Linked DNA regions of Mus musculus: region 2 is linked to region 1. Evidence: chromatin contacts called from public Hi-C data. All regions are on one chromosome and are shown on one strand. The core of a region is the stretch at or near the end of the contact, and the rest is flanking DNA. Distances in the headings are between cores, read along the strand shown.

Region 1 (2,700 bases), core at 169-2,668:
GGGAGTGGCACTATTTGGAGGTGTGACCTCATTGGAGTAGGTGTGACCCTGTGGGTGTGGGCTTTAAGACCCTCATCCCAGCTTCCTAAAGCCAGTCTTCTCCTGTTTGCCTTTGTAACAAGACGTAGAACTCTCTGATCCACCTGTGTCAAGCCTGCCTGGACACTGCCATACTCCAGCCCTGATAATAATGGACTGAATCTCTGAACCTGTAAGCCAGCCCCAATTAAATGTTGTCCTTATAAGAGTTGCCTTGAACATGGTGTCTGTTCATAGCACTAAAACCCTAAGGCAATCACTTATTGAAAAGGTTGGGTTTTACACACTTACTAAGACTTTGACATGTTTTCTTAAGGCCCTGGTACTTTTGTTCCACTGTGATAAATTACAAGCAAGCTCCCTGCCCTTGCTTGCATGTCTTTACTCTGAAATTGCTAGTAGTGAATAAGGAAGCTGTTTTGACCTTCAAATGTCTCAAATTTGTGAACTTGGGTGGGTTATGCAGCTTTTTGGGACTCAGTTTTCTCATCTTGTAAATGGATAAGTGGCACCCATCTTGTATTTAGAGAATCACATTACAGAGTACATAATTAGTTGGGCTCAGTTCCTGACATTATCAGCTCCCATATGCTCAAGAAGCAATGAACCCCAGCCCTGCCCAGGCAGGGCCATAAGACAATCATACACTACAGAGCCTCCTTCTTGGACACAGGGAAATGCAACTGTAAAGACCAGGGATTAGTTTATATACTGCAGAAAAAAAATGTTTCTACAACCTTGCCCCTGACTTGTCTCATAGAAACTTAGTGTGACTCGCCCTCTCCCTGTCCCTTCAGCTCCTAAGTGACCCTGCATCAGTCCCAGAATGTATGAGAGGTTTGTTTGTTTGGGTTGGGGGGGAGTGGTGTTTGTTGTTTGTTTGTTTGTTTGTTTTGTTATCATTACTTGTACTCCACACCATCAAACAGCTTCCTGTTCATTGAGCCTTCGCTGTTTCACAAATACTAAACTCCAGAAACCAATGTCCTCTTGTGCATCTCAAGAACAGGCCTGGACACATGGTCTTGTAGATGGGGGGAACAACCCAGCATCCCTGGAGTCAACTTTATTTAAGGCAATTCAGACATTGCTGAGGCAGGGCAATGTCTCCTGTTGAACACTAGAGGGTAGTCTTTACCTTTCTGTGCAAAGTGCTTAGCCAGCAACCATGGATTTTCAAACCTGACATCACAGAGAAACACCATGCACATGCATGCCAAATCTACATCACTTACACAACAATTCTACACAACTAACATATATTTATATGTATCTGTGTGCAAGAAACAAACAATACCCATTAATACAAGCAAGCACAGAGATGTACAAACACACACATAGCCAAAGACATAAAAGTAAACACATTCTACAGACACTTAACTCACATCTGTACTCTGGGATGCTGTTTTTTACAACAAGGGACTGGAAGTCTGAGAGCTCATATATTCTGCATCATAATAGATCATAAAGTCAAGCCTCAAGTAAGACCGCATTGTTACAGAAACCATTATTACAGAAAAGCAAAATTATTACTTATCTTTATCCTAGCCATCTGAAGAGTACAACCAGCAAGCATGACTAATGCCAACATTAACAGACCAATAAATACATACTGGTTTTGCCAATGCAGTGTGAATTAAAGAGATGGTAGCAAATGAAACTCTAGTTTACACTTGAGCCCACTAAAAACAAAATTATATTTTCTTAACCAATGTTGTATAGCAGTGTCCTCTGAGGAAAAAACCCTACATCTTGGAGGAAAGCTTCTTAAGATATGAGATGCTTTCAAGGGAGAGAAACATTCTGTCCTGCAGATAAGCTTCTTGATCCAAGAAGTAAATAAGGTAAAGACTTCCAGGAAGTTCCTGAAACTGAACAGATTCACTGGCAGGTCTCTCATAAGCAGTAAGGATTGTTGAGAGACACTCTCGGAGAACCTGAGCTGCCTGGAAAGAGGCTCAGATCAGTTTATCTGCCTAAAAGAGACACTCCCCAGCCTGTTGAGCTGCCTGTAAGATGATCAGTGTTCCCCAGGTTTCTAGCTTTTGTGAGTGGTCACTCATGCTGGGCTGGGCTAGATGCAGCTTTGTTTACATCATTTCTGCTCCTATAAATAACCCTTTACCCATATTCCTATAACTAACATAAATAAAACCCACTGGCTCACCAAGCTGGACTTTGGTAGTATCCATATTTTGATATATCATCTGTTCCTTACCCATCATCAGTTCATGTCTCCCAGGAAAAGTGATATACAAAAACCAAAAATAATTTATGAGTACTTGAATGCAGATGGGGAAAGAAGACAGAACATTTTGCCTGTCCAGAGAATTGTCCAGAACACTTCTTTTAGGAACCCATCCACTTAGAATCCTCCTGCCTCTGCCTCTTCAGCGTATCCTATCAGTGGACCATCACAACGAGCAGAAACAAACAGCTCACAGTGGAGGCTCAGGGATATTTTGGAAGAACTAGCAGAGAGATTGTGAGACCAGAGAGTTTTCTCTGAGTGGTGTCTCCTAGGAATGAATGGCAGAAGCTCTGCCCATAAAATCCATCAATATGGCTGCCTAACCCTGAGCTGAACAAGAACCAAATCAACAGATAATGCCAAAGTAGATGGGGAAAGCCCAGAAGACCTCAACCCTACACAAAGTTCTA
Region 2 (2,700 bases), core at 135-2,634, 560 kb after region 1:
GCAGTTTATTTTCTTACTATGCTTGACGCTTACAAAATCCTGCTAGATTACAATCGCCAGCAAATGTATCTTTCTCAATGTCAATGGTCCACTGTTGGCCTGCCATAATTGCTTGTTAAGTTTCCGTTGTGTCCGCAGACACAGGCCTGCCTGCTGTGGTGCATCTCTGCTTGCCCCTTCTGCATCCCTGCAGGCAGCACACAACAGATCAGAGAGGTTTGAAAGCCAATCAGCATTTCACACCTGAGCTGCTGCCTCTTCCATCTTCTGAACGGCTCTGGAGTCAAACATGACTTGTCTGCCTCTCCTCTCACAGTCCTGGTAAACTAGCAGGCGGATGTCACTCAAGCCAAACTCCGAACACGACCAACTGTGGATTCAAAAGAGAGAGAAGCTGGATTATCTGCAACGCTTGGTGTGACCATGGCAAATAAATACAATTCCCAGCCAGCGTGCTCGGAAACTGGCTGCACAAATGCTGACAATTCTTGTGCCAACGGTGGCGAGGCTGCCCTAATAATAAATCGCTGGAGAGAAAGCACTGCCTTCTGTAGTCAGTTTGAAATCAAATGGCAGAAAGAAGTTGCAAGGACACACAAGAGAGGGCTAAGTGGGATGCCTGGGTTCTGGGGAGAGCACCCCAGTTAAAGGAGCGCCTGTGCCTCTGTGGCAGCCATCCCCTCAGGGGGAGCTGGCAGCCGTTCCACAGTGTAAGGTTACCCCTAGCACGTCTGGCTTGATACTGTGGCGCTGAGACCAAACGCATTTGCTAGCCATGATGCTTAGCAAAAAGGGAAACACAGTTTGCTCCCAAGCAAAGGATGTTAAGAAGAAAATACAGGTGTATGTTGCAGTAAAGAATTCGATCGGAAAGCAGGAACTAGAGAACTATTTACAGAGTGTGCTTTCAGCACAGCCTTGGCAATCCATTCAACACAAATTTAGTCTGCATTGTATTCAAGGCTCTGTAGCAGGTGCAAGGGAATCAATAATTAATCAAACCTGCCCTCATGAAGTTCAAGGCTTAATAGGGATATTACTAACCTAATACTTACATATAAATATATAACTACAAACTGTCTGAAGGTCAAAAGGGAAACTAAAGGATACAAAAGAGTCTCAGAGCCTGGCATAGTGACTGACGTCTATAAGCTCAGTCCTCAGGAGTCTAAGGCTGCAGAAGCAGACCATCCTGGTTACACAGCAAGACCTAGACTCCAAAACAGCGAGATTTAAGGAGAGAGGCACAGAAGTCACTGAGGACTTAAATCAACTTTTAAACCAGACGTGAAGAGTGACCGACCAGTTGACGTGAACACCACGAAGCAGCAGAGTGCAGCACAGGAAAGGGAGGGAGGAAAGGCAGGGAGAGCTGCCCTATGAGGTCAGCGAGCTGGGGGATGGGACCGAAGCAGGCCCAGACAGGATAAACTCTGAACACAAAGAGCAGCCAAGGAAAGCAGATGGTTGATAAGATCAGATAGCTGACTGCCCTAAGAAAAGCAGACCCATGGGAGTGGACTGCACAGAGAGCCAGGCCCCTCACGCTGCCTGCTACAGGCTGCAGTGACAGCCGCAGAGGTAGAGAAGAGACAGCTTAGAGCAGAGTCTAAAAGACGCACCTGAAGCAGAAGGCTGCCAACTACTCAGGAGGACTCTGCTATAGGATCCAGGGAGGACACGGAAGCGATGGGTGAGAAATGGACAGGCGGATAAAGGAGAGAACACTGAAAACCTTCACAGTAGACCCTGTGAATACAGTCAGGGACAGCCGGATTCAAACCCCAAGGCTTTCCCCTTCCACTTTGCCACTGGATTATCAATGTACAACTGCTGACCTCACAAACTTGCTTTGTGGATTAAGTAGAATACGTAAAGGGCTTCACCCAAGCTTGCCATACACACAAGCTCCAGAAGCTATGCGTGCGCTCCCTCCCAGGACTGAGAAGGCCAGTTTCTGTGAGAAGCTGAGTGCCTTTGGTCCTTCCCCGGTTCAAGCAATGGTAGTTAATATGAAGCACGTTAACTTCAAATTAACTGAAGGCAGCAGATTTATTCTCTTAAACCTCAGACGCAAAGAAGAAAGAAAGTAAATTCTAGTCGTTCCTTCTATCACCAGTGTGTTGTCCATGTCGTGCCTGGCGTCCTTTGCACAATGGCAAAGTTTATTTTGGAAACTATTTTCCTCTGCCCTTAGGCCAGAGGCAGCCAGTGTTCAAGGTGTGACCGATGAGACATGCCACATGACCCCAAGCTGACGGACAGGCGGAAGCCACCCCACACTTACAGCCAAGCCTACACATCATGACCCCAGGAGCGACCAAGTTACTGTGCAGAAAAGAAGAAGTGCAGTAGAATGAGAAGAGCCTGCTAGCGCTCAGCCCAGCTATCCCTATATGAATGCAATATTCCTGTAGAGATGTCTGTCAAAACCAGGTCTGATGACTAGGACCTACACTGCCGAATTTTAAATGTATACAAGGCCATTAAAACTCGTTCTGGCTGGGTGCGGCGTATATGCCAACACAGAGGCTGGCAGATGTCTGTGAGTTCCAGGCCATCCTGGTCTACACAGTGACCTCTAGGACAGCCAGGGCTACATCATAGAGAGACCCTGTCTCAAAAACAAAACAAAACAAACCCAAAACAAGAAAACTTCCCACTGAAATGTATGTTAAAGCCACAAAGGCTGCGGAGTTG

Evidence for each region. A called contact is a pair of places that touch in the nucleus more often than the background predicts.
Region 2: a contact with region 1 is called in a Hi-C map of the N1E-115 cell line, with 6 times the contacts expected there. The contact joins two enhancer-like sites. A contact is called at or near these places in 1 of 15 datasets of contacts at CTCF or cohesin (large pre-B cells), 5 of 484 Hi-C or Micro-C datasets (the HPC-7 cell line, the N1E-115 cell line, cerebellum and 2 more) and 2 of 115 datasets of contacts at active chromatin or transcription factors (astrocytes and cardiomyocytes).

The regions. Positions count from the first base shown.
Region 1 is chr3:78,957,838-78,960,537 of GRCm38.p6, forward strand. No RefSeq gene overlaps it. Among named protein-coding and RNA genes, the nearest start is that of Gm23440, 21 kb to the right of the region's middle. Within about 2 kb of position 1,419, at least 6 of the 459 cell types and tissues checked have an H3K27ac peak or open chromatin away from gene starts, as enhancers often do. A contact at or near this core is called in the N1E-115 cell line, where this site is marked.
Region 2 is chr3:79,517,822-79,520,521 of GRCm38.p6, forward strand. It overlaps Fnip2 (folliculin interacting protein 2), which reads right to left. Exons shown (of 17, transcript NM_001162999.2): 2 at 244-370. Among named protein-coding and RNA genes, the nearest start is that of Gm36442, 7.1 kb to the left of the region's middle. Within about 2 kb of position 1,385, at least 118 of the 459 cell types and tissues checked have an H3K27ac peak or open chromatin away from gene starts, as enhancers often do. A contact at or near this core is called in the N1E-115 cell line, where this site is marked.